Linked DNA regions of Gossypium hirsutum: region 1 is linked to region 2. Evidence: chromatin contacts called from public Hi-C data. All regions are on one chromosome and are shown on one strand. The core of a region is the stretch at or near the end of the contact, and the rest is flanking DNA. Distances in the headings are between cores, read along the strand shown.

What was found. Hi-C and Micro-C count contacts between places; a contact is called where the count stands out from the background.
Region 1: a Hi-C map of leaf shows a contact between it and region 2, with 4 times the contacts expected there. The contact joins the promoter of LOC107897584 here to the promoter of LOC107898636 in region 2. A contact is called at or near these places in 13 of 34 Hi-C or Micro-C datasets (callus, leaf and seedling).

Annotation. Positions count from the first base shown.
Region 1 is chrA11:55,659,236-55,664,643 of Gossypium_hirsutum_v2.1, reverse strand. LOC107897584 (O-fucosyltransferase 39) reads right to left here and starts at 1,770. Exons shown (of 10, transcript XM_016823079.2): 1 at 1,046-1,770; 2 at 447-509; 3 at 273-354; 4 at 103-173. The coding sequence starts at 1,186.
Region 2 is chrA11:55,358,859-55,363,601 of Gossypium_hirsutum_v2.1, reverse strand. It overlaps LOC107898636 (kinesin-like protein KIN-14B), which reads left to right and starts at 2,448. Exons shown (of 24, transcript XM_041081986.1): 1 at 2,448-3,014; 2 at 4,269-4,392. The coding sequence starts at 2,784.

The DNA of each region.
Region 1 (5,408 bases), core at 521-3,020, 300 kb before region 2:
ACCATCTAATTCCTTTCCCAAAATAAACATTTGACTGAAAATATCGGAATGGTTCGCAATTCTCGACTCCTCTAAGCATGTTAAATAGATACGAATACCTACCCCCATTCTTTGCTGGTTGAGTCCCCCATCAAGAAATACCTGTAGATATCCTTCCGATTTCTGTGGCAATGCTGCCCACCGTAAACTCCAGTTTCAGTGTCTCGTAACTCAGCAAATATTAACAATCATGAAGAAACCAAAACTAGAAAATCTCATGGCTAATAACTCACAAGGGGCATTTACAGATCCAAGATATGGTCTCCACCCTTGGTCAGCCAAAGGGGCCCAGAGATCAGATTGCTCCCCAGTAAGCTGAATAGGAACATTGAAATAAATCAGACAAAGAAATTACAAGTCCAGGCACACACAGGGGCAAATGCCGCTTAAGAAACATATCTACTCACACGTTCCCGCTGTAAGGCACTCCTGAGTAAACGTAAATGCCTAGGTTTAGGGACATTCCACTCCTGCAACAAAGGTTAAGTTATGAGCATTTCATTTGTCGTGTTCTTCGAATATATGTTCAGTACGGGTATATTTAATTTTACAAGGCCTTTAGAGGATCGTGTCTCATGTTCAAATATATATCGGACACAAGTGCCACCATATCCGACTGGATATTCCAGGAAAGATAAAAGAGTAAGTTTGAGCAACATACCCTATTAACAATTATTGGTTATAAATTTGTACCATCCAGTTGAAGTGAATTAACTATATATATTACCACCAAAGAGAATAATGCCATATTTGGCATAATTTTTAATAAAGCAATCGGATTATTAGACACATAGCTGCATAAGCTTGCAGTTAGCCACAAACTTCAGTCGGAAAATTAAACTCCAAATCATCCGTACTTTCCATTTTTAGTAAATTGCAAAAAATTTCTCTCAAACAACTCAAAACTTCCCATTTATCTTTCCATGAAATTTACAGGAACCCAGAACTCATATTTTTTTTCCCTAGAAAATTAAGCAAAGAAAAAAATTTTGATATAGAAACATACCGAGAATGTAGAAGGAGAAGCATGGGTGAATGCAGTAAATAAACAAGGAAAAATAAGTGGGAAAATCAACACAAAGAATCCACACATTGCTTTTCTTCTAAGAAGCTGATAACAATGCCTCTGGAAATTTAATCTCATCATCACTCTTCCCTTAAAGTTGAGAAACCCAGATCTAAAAATGACCACTTTCCTCAGTTTTTTTCTTCTTTGTTGGCTTTGATAGGCCTTGATAGCGAAAAGAACTCAAACAAGCAAAGCTTAAAACAAAATTTTAATCAATATAGCCGAAAAGAAGAAACATAGAAGAAGGAAGAAGCAGACTCAAACTCAAGCACCCAGCCAACACCGCATGCATCACCTTCTCTTCGTTTCTCACATTGTGGCCTTACTTAAGGCGCCTGACATAGACACCTGTAAAGCTTTGATTATGAGAAACGGTGTCCTTTATTTCTTAAGGGGGAACCCATAAGGAACATATATACCCCATGGATAAAGTTGGAAACTTGGTGGTCGTGCACGGAAATTCACAGTAAAACATGAATCAGTGGGTAAAAATTATTTCTTTATTTTTCACAAGTGTTTCGTTAGAGACAAAAATAAGACCGTTGGGTGCGGTGGGGGGATTTGTGAAACTTTTGATTAAAGTAAACATCTTTAAGGGAGAACAGTGATGAGAATGTGGTTAGATGAGAGCACCGACGCAGACGCTACGCTACCTTCGAAACTATTCAAGTCTTTTTAGGTACTACATTCATGCATATAAAAAATATGGTAGTTCTGATCACATTTGTCTGGGGGCCCCATGTTTTTGGATGAACTCAATTCTCAATTTCGTCTAAAATTAATGTGAAAGATTCATTGATTTAGGTTCCAAATCAATCATAGTATTTTTGTTAATATAATATGATTTATTGATTTAAATAAAATAATTTTAAAAAATAATTTTATTTAAATTTAATTATAAAAATACATAAATTATATAAAATTATATATTTTGATATTTCATTCATTTTTAAATAATAATATAAGTTTTGAGTAAAATTTCTTTTTAAAATCAAACCTTAACCTGATTTAATCTACAAACATTACAAACATTTTTATTGTACAAGGACTAAATCCACCTAAAAGAGCATAGTATAGGAACACTTTATAAAATTTTACCAAAATATAATCTGTGCATAACTTGTAAATTGAGAATTATTAATTGAAAATTACTATAATTTTGACTCATACATATAGGTAAAAAAATTCTATTAATTTTGTTGATTAATAATTTCATTAAAAAATGGAAAATATAGGTGATTAAAAGTATCACCTTCCTTCCTTTATGTCTTAGTCTTATTGTCATTCATACCTTGTCAAAATCGGCTCATATTGTCTTCTTTCCTCTTGTTATAAGGATTCGACATGAAGACCACTCATTTAGGTGATTAATATGATTTATTATTTTTTATATTATAAGCAAGATTGATTTTTTCAGAACTTTTTTTAACTTATTTAGAAAAAAGGAAAGAAAGAAAGAAAAGGGTAATCACGTGTCAATAGTTGGAGACAAAATATCTACATTATGTATGTTGTTTTTATATATTATTAGTATAGTTTTTACTTTCATGATGGGTTAATTATTTTTAAGTCTAAATTATAGAGTAAATGTTTAAAGATTAAAATATAAACTATATTTCTATAGTCTTTGTACATTTGAAATTTAGTATTCATACTTTTACTTTTAAGAATTTAGTCCCTCTATTTTTTGAATTTAAAAAATTTAAATTTAATTATTAACACTATTATATTATTTTATCAAATTCACTAGTGTGATATTTTGAAATTAAAAAAATACCCACTTATTTAGCAACCATGTAACACAAAAAAAAATGCAATGGACTTGAATTTCACAAATGATTTCAAGAGTGTTTACAACTCTCAAAAGTTATATCAATATTTTAATTAAATATAGTATTTGAGCTAATCTATGACATTATTGAAGTTGAGATATTAATTTATATCAAAAAGTTGAAGTAAAAAGATTAGATCTTATATTCGAGTGTAGCACATAGACCAAAATTAAAATTTGACAATTGTTATATAATCTTAAATTTGAGGATACCATAGGGACCAACATTGAAATTTTACCATTCTTTTAAATAATGCAAGAAGAAAAGGAAAAAAAGGTTGACCCATTATATATAGGTGAGGACAATATAGGACTAAAATTGAAATTTTACCCTTTTTTTATATGATGCAAAAAGAAAAGAAGTGACACGTATCGACTAAGTTGAACCTTCTTTTTATGTATAGGTATAAAAATGATAGATGATAGACCCCTACTTATAAATTTTAAAAACTCAACAATAATCCTTAAAATATTTTGAAACTCGGATTGTAGTTTTCCTCTTATTATTATATTACTTCCCTTACCAAAGGAAAAGTAAAATTGATTAATTATTTATGGGATTTATTGTGAGTAGAGGAGTGGGTTTCAATCTTTTAAGTTACCTTAAACCTAATTTGATTTAAAATATAGATTTAAAATTTTATTTAAGTTTATTATGATTAATTTAAATTCATTTTACACTTCTCCATTTTATTATCTTTTTAATTTTATAAAAAATCGTTACAGGGGTTTGGAAACAAATGTCCATTAAATGCATCTGAAACAACGAATAAAAATGAGTAATCAAGAAAGAAAATAAGTCTGAAAAGGAACTAAAAGGAAAACTAAAACTCTTCTAGAAAATCCCTTCTAGAATTAAAATACATCAATGGAGAGCGAGTCAGGATGGGAGATTGAGGTTACCCTTCGATAAATAAATAAAATCCTCAATCCAAAGCACAATACTCAGACACGCAGCAGCTTATGGTGGCTCTATGAAACGATGGTCCTATGCTGCAAGATCGATAACACCTAAAGGCGAGTTTTCAACCCAGAATCGGTCCTCTGTGCTTTGCAAACCTTCTAGCGCCATTGCATGTGCAATAGTGTTTCCTCATCTGGCGATGAAGCTAAAACAAAATGCTGAGAAGCTTCAAGATAATGCTTTCACATCCTTAGTAACCAACCGAATTTCAGAATAGTCACATTTTGACTGTAATTTCAGTATAATAATCCTTGAATCGCTTTCCAGGACAACATGTAGAAATCTCATTTTTTGAACAAATTGGAGATCATGAAGAACTGCTACCGCTTCAACCATAAACACCGAGCTAAACAAGTTATGATTTCTAAAACAAGAATCCATTATTTAACCTATTTCGTCTGGAATAATGATGCCTAATACTGCTTTTTTGATTTGAAATCGAGTAACCTACATCAACATTCACCTTAACCCAAGATAGAGGTGGAGGGGCCCGTCAAACCATTGCTAAGGGTTTGGCTGCTTTAAAATTGAGGTCAGACTCCAATACTCCTTCCTGCACTCATGAATGAAGGTAACAAGCTCATCAACACTTTGTGATTCCAAACATAAACAATTTTACTTATTTTCTAATGTCTACATTATCATATTATATTATTATAAATTTGAATTTTTATGCAATATGGATTATATAATATATATTAATAAAATTAATCTATTATATTAATTGAAAAAAGTGATCAGGTCAGGTTAGGCTTGGGTCTTACATATAAGAATTCAAATTTGATACAAATTTTACAGGGATAAATATAAAATTTATATATGAACTTTTGCCCAATATGCAATTTGATATATGAACTTTGATTTGGAGCAATTATACTCCCAAAACTTGAATTGTGGTTCATACGTATACATGAAATTTTGGTTTTAATTCGATTGTACATATTTAAAGAAATGAATACACACATTTATTTTCATATTGAATGAATATAATTATTTAAGTATACAATATATCAAGGTAAAATGATAATAATTTGATAATGTTGTAAATGATTTGTGACAATTGAATCAAATCAAAATTTTATGTGTAAAATCTTACAAAATAAAAATTTATGTATGACATTGATCAAAGTTTATATATAGTTTTGATATTTATCCTTATTTTAAGCACGTCGTCTTTTGGAAGAAGTATATAGTATTAGAAATTTAGTATATATATATTTCTATTTTCTCAATTTATAATCATTAAAGAAAAGGGTAGCATTGGCCATCCTCCTCCAGCTAGACAAAGTTCCTTTCCATGATTAAAATGCAACGATTCTTGACTTCTTGCTTAAAGAAACAAAAGACCAAACAGCTTCTATTCACAAGAAAGTAAAGCATCCTAGAAAAAGAAAAAGAACATGTGAAAATTTAAAGAGAGGCCACCGAAATAAGCAGTCAACTAGTTAATTTTTGCACTAAAACGACATGGGCCTAAGGCACTCTGAAAACAGGAAGATGTTTGA
Region 2 (4,743 bases), core at 1,199-3,698:
CAAAGGTTCAAAGTATTAGTACTTAGCTTGGATGTATCGGAACATCCAAGTCAATGAGAAAAAATGAATAGTTTCAGGGAGAAGTATCAATCTTCCAGAGGTACCGATACCTTTACCCCAGGTTAGGCTAACTGCACTAGCTCATTTTGACTCTAGGAGACTCATTTGGGTCATGGACATTTCTAAATCTTTTGTAAATGATGTTAGGATGTTTTACGGGTTTCAAAATGATTTTATCCCAATTTTATGATTATATTCAAATTGTTTCAAAGTTTAAATTGTAAATATTTTTGAAATTATCACTATGTATGTGTTTTGGTGGCATCTCCCATTTGTATCGGATGCCGAGATGGGTGAGGGATGTTACAAGTTTTCCATAACTTGAAGCCTTTAGCCGTAAACCCTAAATCCTAAACCTTAAGCCCCACCTTTAATATCATAATCTCGTTTCAGTTGAAATTATCCTCATTAGAATTGAAATCCACTATCGTAACTTTGAAGAATAACTTCCGATCTTCAGTAGTTTTTCCTTAATCCTTTGCTGGATAGGTACGTTGGAAATTCATACCTAGGACTCAAAAGTTGAAAAGTCAATATCTTGTTTGTTGTCTCCCTTTTACCACTATTTAGGAATCAAGTGACAACCATGAAGCACAAAATATTTTTATTATCCCTTTTGTTTTTGAAAATGAATACAAACATGTTTCATTCCAGATCATGAACCTTAAAAAGACCCTCAATGAGCCACACATTCTTTAGAATCATCATTGGTCTCGTTCTAACTTCTTTATTTGAAACTACTTTTCTTACTTGATAGAGTTCCCTACCTCAATCATCGATTTTGGCATTTACCTCCAGATAAATCATGATGAGTTTATTTTTAAGGTTTTTGCTCACTATATCATTCACAACATCCTAGTTATCGTTATATAGAGCTATGCAAACTAGCAAAATAAGAGAAGGGAACGAAAATATGTTGTAAAACTAGAAAGTGACTTATGCTATGTTTGGTTAATGGTTACTAGTGTAATAACATTAAGAAAAAATTTACAATTAACCAATAACTAAAACATGTAAAAATATATTACTTTAATCCAATGTGACATTAGAGTTTAAATGAAAAATCTAAGGAGAGGTGACTATAAATAAGAAAGAGCAGGCAAATAAAAAATCACCGAGAGGATCAAACAACCATAGAAGATTTCACAGAGATGGAAAAGGAGATTTGTAATTCATGTTAAGAAAACTTATGAGAAAACTACTAGTAAAAAAAGCAATACGTCATAAACTAAGAAATCATTTATAGAAAAATAAAATGTCTGCATCTACACTCAAAATATGATGATGTTCATCATCATTTCAAAAGATGGCGCCACCCATCCCTTTTTATTATTTTATCACGACCTTTTTAATTCTTTAATAAGAAACTAATAAATTTTTTGTACCCAAAAAAAAAAGAAAAGAAAAATTAATAAATTCTGATTTCAAATGCATGCTATAAAGAAAAATTAGCCTTTCATTGTGTTTTTTCTTTGGGTGAAAAGCCTTTTTTAATAACAAATAGGATTATTTTTCTAAAGCGTGTTTTATTTTTACTTTTTTTTTTTGGGTAAATAGGAATGTTTGAAAGTGTGAGGCGGGTTTTGCCATATCCAATAGGAACAAAGCCTGCCAACAAATTTAAAAAAGAAAATCATAAAAACATGTTTTTGCCAGCTCATCCTGTAAACACACATAATTTTGCTCTCAATAAACTCACTCCCTCCACCACCACCCATCAAAAAATAATAATAAAAGCATTCAAATTTTGGGGTAAAGAACAAACAATTCACAGGCAGTTTTCTTGTGTTGTCCGTAGATCAAATTTATCCGTCTTTCAAAAGTTTTGGATTAACCAGAAAGTACCACCATACGTAATTCATCATCGTGTGAATTCAAATATTTATAGATTTATTTATTTTTTAAAAGAATATTTAAATTTGATATATGATAATACTATTCACAATTGATTTATATAAAAAAATAATTTATTTTTTTATGTATCTGATTTGAATATTGGAACTCATGTCCCAACTTATTATTGATTTTACTTTTTAAAAAGCTTAATTGTGACTTTAGATTTAATTATTTAACAAATTCAGGTAGTATTTGATGGATAATATTAATTGATCCGTTACGTAAATTCTATTTTAATATTCAAATAAATTCAGAATTTAAAATAAATATATGCATTAGTATACCTGAACAAAGGAAAAAGAAAAATGGAAGGGAAAAATTCAGTTAAATTGATGGCATGGGGGAAGAAATTTGGATTGAACAAAAAATTAAAACAAATACAAAATTGAGTTAAATGTTGATCCAACACATTTATGAACAGATGTTTGGACACGCTGAAGCATAAAAAATCACACGCTCTATTTAAAAGAAAAACAAACAAGTCTGTGGTGCGTGAGAGCGAGTTCCGAACCATTTCCAAACGCACATTTGATTGCGTCTAAAATTGTCCCATATAATTGTTCCCTTCATAAAGTTTGGAAAATGACTACGTTTTACGCCCAGTCCCACCCGTTTCCCCCATCCCCTCGTTTATAATCCCCAAAGAGGGAAAAATTAAAAATAAAATTGAAAAATTAAAATTAAAATGAGCCAGACATAGCTCATCGGGAACGCAGCATTTACATAACTGCAACTGCTACCACTAGATTTTTGAAAAACCCCTACCTTTTTTTAGATTTTATTTTTTTGAGCTTTTTTTAATTTTTTTCCCCAATTTGTTTGGGGCAATGGGGGAGCACAAGAGTAGCAGCAATAACCGGTGGAACTGGGAGGTGAGTGGCTTCGAGCCACGGCGGACGTCGCCGTCGTCTCCGGAGGACCTACCTAGGGCCACTGTTGCGCCGTTGATGCGACGGTACTCGATCTCGGCTGCCTCCTCGTTGGCTTCACCGTTTTCTTCGGAATTTTCTAAGCAGGCTTTGGCTTCTAAGGTGCTCCGATTGAAGGATAAAGTTAAGGTAATGGTGTGAATCGGCTTCGGATTGTGAAAGTTTTCGAGTGATTAGTGTTTTAGCTGGTAACTTGTTCCGATGGAGTTGAAGTAGTCGCTTTAGTCTATCAATGTGATTTTAACTAAGCTCGGTTTTTAGGAATTAACATGCAGTGTTTTTGAGTAGTTTGTTTTAATCTATAAATTTTAACAAATACAACTAGAATATGCTTTTTTTAATGTCATTTTCTGGAAGATTAGGTTTGCTGGGAAATTGATCCAAATTTAATGGAGGAGCTCAAAGCTGTATAAAATTTTATTGGCGAATTAGAATTTGGATTTGATGAACCACAACTTAGTCATCAGTTTGTAGTGTCAGATTCTGATGAACCACAACTTGGTCATCAGTTTCTGGTATGTGAATTGTTGTTCATGCAGAAAACTCAGTTGAGAATGTTTAATACTTTTCGCATTCTTGCTACAGAAGCTTCGGATCCTTCTTGATGATCCAAATTGTGCTGGTTTCAACTGTTGTAAGATTGTGCATTGTGTCAAATGTCGATTGGGATGCCTGTTTTTATGATATTTGAGTGGACTTTGTTGCCCAATGTTTGGATGAAAAGAAAAAGCTTTCCCCACCTATCCTATATGGCAATTTTATGATAGTTCTGTGGAAAACTTGTAATTGTGACAATGAATCTTTGACATAATGCATGTGCTGATCTTGAGGGACAACAACACGAGCCATTACCAAACAGTGGCTTGAGAATAGGAAATGAAATAGCTGGCTGACAATTCAAAAGTCAATTAATCTAATGTTAATATACTCTAAGGTCTGGCTTATTTTTCTTGGGAAGCCATTAAGGGATCTGTGCTCTGGTTTTCCGATGTGATACTTGTCTTTGATTCTATTAATAAATGAGCTTCTTTATTATTACCTAAGTTTTGTCGTATCTCCTTGGTCTGAAAAGATAGCATATGGATTAGGTGATTGCTTGGGTTGAAGTTGATCACAAAATTTTGAGTGAATAATTTTGACTCTTGTCATATGCATTCAAGCTTAATGAAAGAACAGTTCTGGAAATCCTTAATTTCTCTGGTATTTTCTGAAGTCTGAAATAATGATTGGTAACATATGATGTCTTCGATGTTAGAAGCATTTTTGGGGTGGGGCTAAAGCAAAAATTGTTTTGGCTCACTATAGTAATTTACTATGCATTCCGGGTTTTATCATTGTAGTGTCTTGTGTTTGATGCATTTTTTTATTAAATTAATTTGGCAGCTTGCAAAAGAAGACTACTTGGAGTTGCGACAGGAAGTTAATGATCTGCAGGAATATTCAAATGCTAAACTCGATCGAGTTACACGTTACCTAGGTGTTCTTGCAGATAAAACTCGTAAACTAGGTAATATATTAAGGTTTAGTGGCAGTTTGTTTGGGTTACGTTCATGAATTCCTTATGCTTCAGCTATTTTAGTGCTTGGTTTGTATGTCTAATGGTATATTCCAAAGATTCTTCTCCGGGGTTTGGTTTATTTGTAATCACCTTGTAATTTTTAGAAGAAACATTGTGCTATCTTTTCCTGTTGCCTATGATTTTGTGCTCATGAGATGAATTTTGAGATAAAAATTTAAAGAAAAAAGTTGAAAGTGCTTTATGTTGACCCCTTGTCCAAAAAGAACAGAGGGGATCCAAAAATGCTTTTAGGAGAAGCACTAAGAAGAAATAAGGAGAGCAAAAGAAATTAGTGGTTAA